Regions from separate parts of the Danio rerio genome. Here region 1 is linked to region 2. Evidence: chromatin contacts called from public Micro-C data. All regions are on one chromosome and are shown on one strand. The core of a region is the stretch at or near the end of the contact, and the rest is flanking DNA. Distances in the headings are between cores, read along the strand shown.

The links. Hi-C and Micro-C count contacts between places; a contact is called where the count stands out from the background.
Region 1: a Micro-C map of caudal fin shows a contact between it and region 2, with 2.9 times the contacts expected there. The contact joins the promoter of krt18a.1 here to the enhancer-like site in region 2. A contact is called at or near these places in 2 of 18 Hi-C or Micro-C datasets (caudal fin and an unstated tissue).

The regions. Positions count from the first base shown.
Region 1 is chr23:10,460,385-10,466,895 of GRCz12tu, reverse strand. krt18a.1 (keratin 18a, tandem duplicate 1) reads right to left here and starts at 3,858. Exons shown (of 7, transcript NM_178437.2): 1 at 3,350-3,858; 2 at 1,562-1,644; 3 at 1,320-1,476; 4 at 1,057-1,221; 5 at 851-976; 6 at 542-762; 7 at 1-454. The coding sequence starts at 3,778. The coding sequence ends at 340.
Region 2 is chr23:10,417,908-10,424,269 of GRCz12tu, reverse strand. No RefSeq gene overlaps it. Among named protein-coding and RNA genes, the nearest start is that of krt18a.1, 42 kb to the left of the region's middle. Within about 2 kb of position 2,074, at least 38 of the 62 cell types and tissues checked have an H3K27ac peak or open chromatin away from gene starts, as enhancers often do. A contact at or near this core is called in caudal fin, where this site is marked.

The sequences.
Region 1 (6,511 bases), core at 2,609-5,108, 41 kb before region 2:
GACTAGACATCATGACAACAACACAACATAGAACAAAATGGAACAATTGGTGATCGTAAACATTTACTGTCATTACAAAAATATCTAAAAGGTTTTCGTAGTGTTCTGTGACCTTTGGTCTTTTTTGGATGTAGTTATTAAAATGTAAGTTTTTTTTAATTAATGTTGAAATGTACTGGCTAAATCTCATTGCACACAACATGTGCTTTGAGATGCTTACAATAAGGCACTTTGGAATAAATAGACACAGTATCTAATGTGTTAAGTTGTAAGATCGTTTTATCAATAGCCCATGAGGTTTTTCTGATGTGTTGCGGCTCATCATCTGAAATTGGATGTTTAAAGTTTCCTCTCCTTGGTTTCTGTGCTTGAGGACACAACCTTTCCATCCACCAGCGTCTGCGTGACCGTCATCACTTTGACCTTCTTCTGCTCTTCAAGAGCATCCTGGAGTCTGCAGGAGAGAGGATATTTGTTACAAACCATACAAAATAAATCTACTCAAATGTGCATGCACTTTCTTCTTCAGAGGTAAACTTACTTGAAGTCTCCACCATCCAGTAGCCTCCTGTAGGTGGCGATTTCTGCCTCCAGCTTCATCTTTATGTTCAGCAGAGCCTCGTACTCCTGCGTCTGATGCTGGATGTTACCGCGCAGTTGTGTGAGCTCAGCCTCCAGCTGCAGAATGATAGTGTTGAGATTCTCGATCTCCATGTTGTATCGCATTTCTGTGTCCCGCAGAGTTCCCTCCAGTGACCCTTTCTGAAAATCGCAACAATCATAACCCAAGAGTTAAGGATTGAATTTTCAATTCCGAATGTCTACGATGAGTACAAGAAAGCAAACTCACCAGGTTCTTCTGTGATTCCAGCTCGATCTCCAATGTCTGAATTTGTCTGCGAAGTTCGTTAACCTCTGAACGGGCACCCTGGAGGGCCTCTGTGTTCTGCGTGACTTGTACCTGAACCTCTGTGATCTAGAGAGAACATTTAATTTCACATTAGCTTCAACATGTTAGAGTTCATTGCAAATGAAGGATTGTCTTTTAGGATGTACCTGAGATTCATGCCAGGCCTTCAGCTCCTCCTGGTTCTTCAGGGCCATCTTCTCGTACTTGGCTCTGATCTCTTCCATGATCTGGGAAAGGTCTTGTCCCTTAGGAGCATCAACGTCCACCTGCACTCCGGACTGGGAGATTTGGTTACGAAGCTCCATTACCTCCTGTTGGGTGGAGAAGCCGTAAAATATGTCTTAAAGCAACGCCTTTAACGAATTACGAGGTGGACAAATGTTTCCAGATGTGCCAGATGTGTACTCACATTGTCATGGTTCTTCTTAAGGAAGATGAGCTCTTCTTTGAGGGCCTCGATCTCGCTCTCAAGGTTCATGCGGTTCAGGTTGGTGTCATCGATGACCTTTCTTAGGCCGGTGATGTCGGCCTCCACACCTTGGCGGATGGACAGCTCAGATTCATACCTGAAGGCACAACAAAGGTCAATGAGTCTCTGTTGATTTTGAGAGCTTCCAATGAGGTCAAAATTATTTGTTTGCTGCTACTCACTTGACTCTGAAGTCATCAGCTGCCAGGCGGGCGTTGTCAATCTGGAGCACTAGGCGAGCATTGTTTGTGGTGGCATCAAAGATCTAGAGCCAAAAAAGAAATCATTGGAGTCAGTCAGAAATCTTGCTCCAAAGAGATGGGACATCACCATCAAGCAGCTATGACACACAAACCTCACCTGACTTGAACTCTCTGGCAAATTTGCATCTTTTAATGAATGACTATCACTGACCAAATATTTTTTAACTGGAGCTTCATCATTCTTGGTTTGCTTAGATAAGAGCTACTGAAGGACAAAGTCCATTTCACAGTTTGTGGGATAATCATTAACCAACAGTTGGAGTGGCTGGTGTCTGTGTGATAGTTGTAAATTTAATTGTGTGATGGGAGAAACAGGGGTGGAGTTGGAGTTCCTGTTTTTTGTCAGCTGATTTACTTTGTTTTGTAAATGCTTTCCATCATTGTAAGCCAGCATATCCTGGCATCATGGAATAGGGCGGAGACATATGGCTGCTAGTGAGCTCAACACATTTTTCCATACACTAATGGGTGTTGACCGTTTATCATACTAACTGTTGTCCATAGTATGCTTTAATTTGAGTAAATGTTTTTTCCCCCTTTTTTCTCTAAATAAATAAATACAAATAATATAATATAATACAATATTAATAACAATAATAATAATAATAATTATTATTATTATTATATATATACTAATAATAATATACTATAATGTGTAATAATAATTATATATATATATAATTAATATAATAATAATAATAATAATATACATAATACAAATATATAGCATAATATCAATAAATATAATAATATCAATAAATATAATAATAATATATATTTAAATAATTTTTCAAAAATTTTTCAAACTTTTTTAATTGAAATACGGTTTCAGTGCCAAATTTTACATATCTTTTCATCAGGATAATCTCCTATTAAAACTCCTATTTAATTTAGTTGCAGTGAGAATGCCTGAGAAATGAGAAATTAATTATTTTAATTTAATCTACTCATAACTTGCTACATAGTCTCTAAAGAATGAAAAATCAATCATTCTGATAACAGCGTCTGCTTATCAGTGACATTAGTTTTAAAAGTCAGCTTCAAGGTGTGAAACTGACCCTAATGGGTATTTTATCATTAGCAGTATCTGCTTTATGAACTCAAACCTTTCAAGATTAGCACTCATTTAGTACATGAAAGAAGTTGGCTATGTTTGTAATTTCTCTAAGATAGCTCAGACTGCGTTTTCAGGAAAGTCTCACATCTGGTCGCATTTTGTCCTGTCTGAACTCCCTCAGCTTTTCCATTTCCCTGATGACACACACAGACGCTAAAACATCTCAGTTTCCAAACTAATCCATCCTCAGGGAACAAACAAACATCTGTATGTGTAAAAAGACAATGATAAACACAGGACGGAGATGCTTACTCACCGGAAAACCGGCTGTAAGCAGAATTTACAACAGCCGTCCCGTAGAGAGAAACCACCCCCTCCCCCATGCCTTCCCCTCTTTTCAGTTTCACCCATAGTTTTTTTTTTTTTTTGGTTGTTTGCCAATCAGTGCTGACCATCAGTAAACTCTCACTCAACCCTTTTAAATCAAGCCAACATTAAACGACAATGAAATGCTTTTGTTTTGTTACTTTATGTCTTGAAGCCCAATAAACATCCCCTAGACTGTTAATAAACATAACCCAGCACAATTAGACTGTCACATTAAGTTCTTTATAGAGGCCATAAAGCTTCTCCTGGCGTTTCCCACTCACCTTCTTGCGCAGCTCATCAACGATTGGCTGGAAGCGGCTGTAGTCGTGGACATCAGGACCTCTCTTCTCTAGGGCCTCCCGGATCTTCAGCTCCAGCTTGCTGTTGGCCTGCTCCAGGATCCTCACTTTCTCCAGATAGGAGGCCAGACGGTCGTTCAGGTTCTGCATGGCCATCTTCTCATTGCCCATGATCTCGCCTGTGCTACCACTTGCACTCACTTGGATGGAGCTGGACATCGAGGGAACTCCCAGTCCACTGCGGACTCCTGAGTAGGAGGCAGAGGAGATGCGGGTTCCTTGGCCTCCAGCGCCACCGTAGATGCTCGCAGCCCTGTAAGTCGGCACATTGGTGGTGCGCTTGATAGACACCTGGGACACTGGCACCTGGGAGGTGGAGGAACGCACGCTGTAGCTTGTTCTCAGACTCATGGTCGCTGGTGTAAGTGAGCAGACGAGTGAATGAAGGCCTGGAGAGAGGTAGAGCTCAGTAACACAGCAGAGCAGAGCACAGGACATGAGACACACTCGCTGGGTTTATGAACACGCAGCTCTTGGATAATCCCGCCCTGAGCCCCTCCCCACAGCCAATCACATTTCAACAGGTCTTGCAAGCGGCCCTGCGGGTTCTCAGAATGAATGCCTTTAGTAAGTTTGTTATTACAAGTGGCTCCGTTTTCTCTGTATGAAATGTTCTTAGCATCTGGAGTTTTTTTTGTTTGGAGGTTTTTTAATTATGCAGTCAAGTTATTATCTAAATATTTGAACATCGTTGATATACATCTCTCTGATAAAGATGTACTAAGCTAAAACTACTCTTACTTTAAAGTTTTATACTTTACCATCAGTTAACTAGTTTTTTTTAATCATGAAACAAGACTCAGCAATGCTTTTAACAACTGTGAAAACTGAAATGAAGCTGCTGTAAAACCCAACAATCAACTTTATCAAATGAAATTAGTGTAGGTAACTCAAAATATACTGAAAGTTAATTCTACTCATTTTAAACGAGCTTTGAACTCAGTGTTGAAGGTAATGAATACCATACTCATTACTTCACTTTAAATGGAGTAAGTTCACAGTACGCATATAGATTAGTTTTTAGCTCAAATAGTTTGTAGCAGTCGGTTTACCTAAACGGTTTGAGTTGCCTTTACTTATTAGGTTTTACAGTTCTCAGTTGTTTTGATTTCCCTTCATTTTATTTGGTTTTACACAGTAAAAAGTAATTATTTACTTAAAACAAGTTTACTAATTGCTTTAAAAGCAACAAGTTGACTTTACAAAAATAATGTAAGTAATCCTATTGTAACTTGGAACCGTTAAGGTGTCTTAATTTTTATAATTATGCTAATTATACTTACTTTTTTAAGTCAAAAAATCCCTTTTTACAGTCTCAGACTATTTAAGCACGTCTGTTTTCACATAATTAATGAAGTTATTACAATATTACATAGTTGGTGCTTCATTAAGTCTAGAAAATCTATAGCCTGTATTAAATTTAGAAGACACACTGGAGTCTGGAAGAGCAGATTTATTTTAGTTACTGAATGTTATTTTAGATACAGAAAAGCTGGGGCAAAAAAACAAACATGATAAAGGTGTATTGGAAAAAACTGATTAGTTTACTTTTATTTAAAAAGTAAATACAATTTGCATAATTGTAAAAAATTAAATCAACTTAATAGTTTCAGGTTACAATGGGTTTACTTACATTATTATATTTAAGTCAATGTGTTGCGTTTAAAGTTATTTAAGGTTTACTTGCTTTAAGTAACTAATCACTTTTTACACTGGGCTCAAATTGTTTCGTGTACTCAAATTGATTAAGTTCACCCTACTCATATAGATTTGTTTTGTGAACTCAAACGGTTTGTAGCAATCGCTTTCCTCAAATGATTTGAGTTGCCTTAACTAATTGGGTCTTACAGTACTCAGTTGGTTTGAGTTCTCTTCATTTATTGGGTTTTACTGTGTTCAAATTGCTTCATGTACTCAAATGGATTAAGTTCACAGCACTCTTTAGGATTAGATTTTGAACTTTAATGGATTGTTGCAATCGGTTTCCTGAATTGGATTGAGTTACCGTAACTTTTTGGGTTTTAAGTTGTGTTTCAACTTCATCAATGTTCTTATCTTCATCAAAACTTCATCTATGTTAAGCTGTTTAGGCAATATCAACATTGTAAAAGTGCTATAGAAATAAAAACGATTTTAATTAAAACTTAATAATAATTAGCATTACTTGTGAAATTGTATCATAAATATACTAATGTACTATAAAACCTTTTTACGCTAAATCAGAGATTTATATTTGCTGTAAATAAATCTATCATTAAAGAACAAAACTTTTATTACTATCAATTAATGTTAATTTATAAACACTTTAGTAACTTTAAGTACTTTAACTGATCATAACTTAATGTACAACACTTTAAAAATTGATAGTTATTTCTGAATAATACACGTAATTAATAAATAATTTCTCTTGTCAGTTTGCAGTTACAAATTCATTAATGTTAGCATTTGTTTTAAACTGTTTCTGCTTGTTAACACAACTCTTGTGTTAGGAAATGTCATTTTTTATTAGTATGAAATATACCTGCACTATTAAGTAACTCTCTTACAGTAAAATCCAAACTTGTTAGACACTCCCGTTGGGAAACCATTATGTTTTGCAATTTTTCGACTCCTTTTTTTTCATCACATACTGTAAAGCGAAAAAACAAATCAAGTTGCTGCAAGCTGTCTGTCTTATCTCATCTTTCTCTGTTACCAAAAAGCTGCCAAAAATGAAGAGTTTAAGGTTACGACCAGTTTCTAGTTGTGATATCTGATCACCAAAAAGGGTTTTCCTGCCTGCCACGCCTGTTAAAGGATGTGTGAACAAAGGAACAATTAGTCTGGCTCCTGAGTACACACACATGTACGGACAAAGAAAAGAGTTAATCACTGAAACCTATCTAGATCCCCCTAGTTTTAAATCTCTTCAGATTCAAATAGATCCAATGCATGCACTCAAAAAATGAAGTTTGCCGTGTGTTTAAACTGCTTAATTTAAAATGAACTGAGTTTTTTTGTGTGACAAATTAATTGTTTTATGTTCAATCCACTTCCATTTGTAAAAAATATTAAGTTAACTTAATTCCCTCATGTTTTCCCAAT
Region 2 (6,362 bases), core at 825-3,324:
TTAAGAGTTTCTTTAAACATATGTTTTAAATGATGATTCACATTTTAATATTGAAATTATTTATAAAATCAGTCATATTTATTTTCATAGATATTGTAATAAAGAAAGAGTTGTCCAACACTTATGTTCTTTTTTTAATGAGAACAATTGTGTATCTTCATTTCATTTGTACCACTAAAGGTTAGAAAAGTATGATTAGAGGTCTTTAATGAACATTATTTGTACCACCGTGTTCCTTTTTTTCTGAGAGTGTATACAATTGTTTTATTCTAGAGAAAGTGTATTTAGTTTGTTTGTCTACAATAAAAGCCTTAAAATTAAAAGTGTTTTATTATTTATTATTATTATTATTATTATTATTATTATTATTATTAAGTTAATAGATTCTTTTCATATTACCCAGTAGCGAAAGTCATCATAGTTGGGTAAACTTCACCATCAAAACTCCATGATGGTGTTATCGAGACTTTAAGAAAAAGAAAACTGATAATAGCAGCCAGAGGAGAGAGCATCAAATTTACTCTCAGCCCCATAGACACTGCATTAGAAACACCTCATATAAGCGGTAATTAGTTTTTTTTTATTTGATGCAAAGATGATATAATGCATATATAAATGCATATAAATGTTCATAAGTTTTTTAAAAATCTAAATATTAAAAAATTTCAAGGAGTTAAGATGCTGATGACCATTAATCGCGTCTTGTGAAAAGGGTCCATATAATTAGCTCCTTTAATAAATGATTTTTTTTTTTTTTGCATTGCCTACAGAACAAACCACTTTTGTCAGATGACTTTCGTAATTAACCTAACTTGCCGATTTAACATAATTAACATAGTTAATCCTTTTAATTGCAATTGAATAGCTAGAAAATAGCTAGAAAAATATTAAGTACTGTTATCACGGTGAAAGGCAAAATAAATGAGTTATTAGAAATGAGTTTTTTAAACTATTTTTCAAATATTATCTCCATTAATCAGCACTTATAGGAAATATTTCACTTATTTAAAACTTAAACAAGTAGAACCACTGAAATGATTGCATACTTTTATTATTTTTAACATATTGATCTTTTTCGTGTACCGTGCATTCATTATTACAATAAATAAAAATGTGATTGCCATCTGGTGTTAATTAATTACACTTCACTTTTCTCTACAGTAGAGGGCAGAAGTACAGTTTGCAGGTGTGTCACAGGTAATTTCACTGCCTTTGCCTTCTCCTTTTACTTTTTTTTTTGGTCACACTCAAGTGGCCTTAACTACTATGTACTTGCATCAAAAAATACATACAATGTACTACATGTGTTTATAATGTATTGCAGACCACTTCTGATGCTCTTAAAGTGGGATACAGGTAGGAATAGGAACAGGTTTGGGGGCATGGGTAGATTTAGGCGTGGGTTAAGGTGTAAAGGATGGACAACAGTGTAATTAAAGATGTAAATTAATTACCAATGTCAAAAGTACATTGTAAAAACATGCATTTACACACTAAGTAACAAATAAATCATTTCAGTTGGTACGTATTCATTGAGGCCACTTAAAATAAATATATAACTTTCAGACTCCTTTTTTCATACTTACTGTTCATCCGCAATATCACAATGAGATAATTTTCACTATGGTGACGCCTCTTTGTTGTGACATATAACTGAAGATGAGTGAAATGAAGCCTCCAGTATCACATGCCCCCCTGCGCACCTAATAAACCATGTTTGGCGTGGTTTCCAAAACAACAGGAGGGGGGAAAGTCAGGGAGGGGACAGCAGGAAAGGCAATCCTCCATGCTGGTCTGAACGCTCCAGACAGCTGTTATCGGGACAATGCACACTCACTGCACAGGAAATAACAGAGTCCTGCTGCCTCAACCCACTTCCATTTGCATTCCTGTTTCTTTCTCCCTCCTTCTCTCTTTCTTTTTTCTTTTTTGTCTGTCCAGACTATTAAAATAAATAAATTGCCATTAAGATATCATGCTCTTTTCCCGCTTATCGTATTCTCGGAGCTTGTTCTCATGCACTCGAGGTCTTCCACACATTGTTGCGCTTTTTTTTTTCACTCTTTCGTCTCTTGCGTAACTCAATCTTTTCTCTTCCCTTTTCTACCCCCATTCTCTTGCAGGGTATTCGAGGACGGCAGATTATTTTTAAAAATCCCCACCACCACCCCCTCACCGCTCTTACTCATACATGCCCACTTAAAAAAAGAGACTTTTCTTTCTCAGTCTTGTTTTTACAGGAACTAAATGTAGATAGATTTACTTACAATGCATAAGTACTTCAGATGTCAGATGTGTTTTCTGAAAACTATTTCATTTTCTGTATAGACTAAAATGAGGTTCTTAAAACAAGACAAATTGAAATTGTGTCAAGAAAAAACATGGAAGTGAATTTTTGTCACATGATAAAAAAAATCTAAATAATTTTTTATTACTTTCTCAAGTGTTTAAAACACTTTTTATCTCGATTTCAGTTTATGTCTTCAATACTGAGTTCAAGATTAATTGTAACTCAGGCTCATTGTTGATATGTACCCCTGCATACATTTCTGGATAGTGAAATATGTGTCAGGAGGTTAGTTTTTTTTTTGTGCAGTTTTTATATTCGTGAATCCACCAGAGGCCGCTGTGTACGCTTTTTCAGATCTCAAATTTGTTTCGCGAGCACCATTCGCACCTGCTGTTCTCACGTAAATCCACTAGAGGCTGCTGTCAACTGACTCACTCACTGACTGACTAAACGATAACCCAATACACCCCTTTCCCTAAACCCCATCGATAGTGTTTTCAAAAGCACAGATTGACCCGCCCACAACCTTCCCTAAACCCAACCAACAGTGTTTTCAAAAGCAATAATTTTAAATGGCCGACTGATTATAACCACATTTTAAGATCTTACCATGTTCTCACCCTGTTATTTACTTGTTCATTTTATTTTTTGCCTTTTGTTTTTGCTTTACCTGCATTCTAGAACCGTTCTATACCAGATTTGAACCCTGTCGTCACCGTTAATTCCTCTTTGTGTCTCAAGTCTGCTAACGTACACAGCGAGCCACTGGGCAAACTGGTAACAGCAGAAAAGCCGAGGTAAACACAGAGGTAAGGGGTCAGCTGGTAGCACAAAAAGAAACAGAAGCCGGCGGCGATGTCATACCACCCCGCAGCATTCGTTTTAAAGATGAAATACAGCCATACATAGCTCTGGCTACATAATTCACGCTCTCCAGAAATGGATACGGGGTACTTTGTTAGAAAGAGCCTGTGTTGATTAAATGTCATTGTCATAAGACGCAAAGTCAGAATTGCTAGAAATAATTTAGCGAGATGTAAACTCAAAATTGCAAAGTTAGATTTGTGAGATGTAAAATATCTAATGTCAGAATAATAAGTAAAGTCAGAATTTCAAGATGTAAAGTCTGATTTGTGAGATAAAAATTCAGAATTACAAGAATTAGGAGATCTAAAGTCAGAATTGCAAAGTCATATTTATGAGAAATGAAGTCATAAATATTAAATGTACTATCAAAAGTATGACAATGTCATAATTTCAAGATAAACTCAGAATTGTGAAGTTATAATTGGTTGTCAGAATTATAAAGTACAAAATCAGAATTAAGGGAATTGCAAGATAAAGACTTGTAGACCTCAAAATTGTACGATAGAAAAGTCAGAAATACAAGAATTATGAGTTATAAAGTAAAAAATGTGAAATGTAAAGTCATAATTATGAGAAATAAAGTCATAATTTAAAAAAATGAAAATTATGAGATATAATATCATAACTGCAAGGTGTAAACTTAGAGTGGCGAAAGTAAAGTTTGAAATGAGAGATAAAGTATCAAATCCTAATTGAAAGAATTGCAAGATAAAGACAGAATTATGAGATGTAAAGTCAGAATTGTATACGCTACAAAGTCAGAAATGCAAGAATTATGACATATAAATTGAGAAATAAGAGATGTGAAGTCAAAATTATGAGATGTAAAGTCAAATTGACAAGAATTATGAGATCTAAAAGTCAAAATTATAAGAATTATGAGATACAAAGTCAGAAGTGTGAAATGTAAACTAAGAATTGTGTAGATAGAATTGGGAGATATAAAGTCAGAGTTGGTTGATATAAAGTCAGAAATGCAGGAATTATGAGATATAAAATGAGAAATAAGAGATGTGAAGTCATAATAATGAAACGGAGAGTCATATTTACAAGAATGATGAGAGCTTAAGTCAGAATTGCAAAAAAAAAAATCATAATTATAAAATGTATGATAATTATGAGATACATGTCATAATTGCAAGATGTAAACTCTGAATAATGAAAGTAAAGTTAGAATTGAGAGATATAAAGTCAGAATTACGAAGTATAAAATCAGAATTGAGAGAATTGTAAGATACAGACAGAATTATGAGTGACATATTTCTGATAGAAAGTCAGAAATACAAAAATTATGAGATATAAAGTCAGAAATACAAAAATTATGAGATATAAAGTCAGAAATGTGAGGTGTAAAGTCATAATTTTAAGATGTAATGTCAAAATTTCAAGTATCATAAGATATAAAGTCAGAATGGCAAAAATAAAGTCATAATTATGAGAAATTAAGTTATAATTATGAGATGTAATATCAGAATTATGAGATACATGTCATAATTACAAAATGTAAACTAAATATGGAAAGTAAATTTAGAATTGGCAGATTCAAAGTCGGAATTATGAAGTATCAAATCAGAAGTGAGAGAATTATGAGGTACAACTTTAAAAATGCAAGATCTATGAGATAGTCAAAATTGCTAGAAATAAAGTCATAATTATGAGAAATATAGCCATAATTATGAGATATAATCTCAGAATTATGAGTACAGTGTCTTAATTGCAAGATGTAAACTCAGTATAGTGAAAGTAAAGTCAGAACTATAAATTATCAAAACAGAAATGAGAGAATTATGAGAAGTAAAGTCAAAACTGCAACAATTATGAAATATAAAGAAATGTGAGATGTAAACTTGTAACAAGTCAGGGTCACACTTACAATTATTGCTATTAATAAACCATTAACTATGACTTTTGCCTCAATTTTGCCTTCAAATTTGCTGCTTATTTATATATAGGTATTAAAGTAAAATTTTAGGATTAAAGATGTAAAATAAGATCATGCAGAATAATGTACTTTATAAGTACCCGGCTCACATCTCAGCCTGCCTGTCGGACATTTCACACTGTATGAAAGATCATCATCTTCAGCTTAACCTCACGAAAACAGAAATGCTTGAAGCTTCTGCCAATCCTACTCTACATCACAACTTTTCAATCAAGATGGACGGGGCAACCATTACTGCATCCAAAATGGTGAAAGCCTTGGAGTAACGGTTGATGACCAACTAAACTTCTCTGACCACATTTCTAGAGCTGCTCGATTGTGCAGATTCGCACTCTACAACATCAGAAAGATCCGACCCTTCTTATCTGAACATGCAGCTCAACTCCTTGTTCAAGCTCTTGTTCTCTCCAGACTGGACTATTGCAACTCTTCTAGCCGGGCTCCCAGCTAACTCTATCAAACCTCTTCAGATGCTTCAGAATGAAGCAACACGAGTGGTCTTCAATGAAGCTAAAAGAGCACATGTCACTCCGCTACTCATCCGTTTGCACTGGCTGCCAGTTGCTGCTCGCATCAAATTCAAAGCTCTGATGATGGCCTACAAAGTGATTTCTGGCTGCGCCCCTTCTTATCTGCTCTTACTTCTGCAGATTTTTGTGCCCTCCAGAAACTTGCGTTCTGTGAATGAATGTCGCCTCGTGGTTCCATCCCAAAGAGGGAAGAAAACACTTTCCCGAATGCTCGCGCTCAATCTGCCCAGCTGGTGGAATGAACTCCCTAACTGCATCAGAACGGCAGATTCACTCGCTGTTTTCAAAAAAAGACTGAAAACTCAACTTTTTAGTCTCCACTTTCCTTACTAATAGGCAGTTCCCTCTCTGACTCCTCCACTAACTACAAAAAAAAAAGACTTGTACTAATGTTTTGCTTCTTACACTGTCTGTACACACCAGAAACTTGCCTATAGCACTTATTCATTGTTGCTCTTATAGTTGTGTAAATTGCTTCCTTGTCCTCATTTGTAAGTCGCTTTGGATAAAAGTGTCTGCTAAATGACTAAATGTAAATGTAAATGTACCAATAAACAGCCAATATCTTAATAACAGACTGGTAATAAGCCACCAGTTAGTAGTGAGAATTGGTATACTTAAACTAAACCAAAGTGTTACCAATGTCAGAATTGTGAAAAGGGAAACGCAAATCCATTTGCTTTACATCTCCAAGTCAGAATATAAATATGAGATATAACCCAAGCTTGCATCA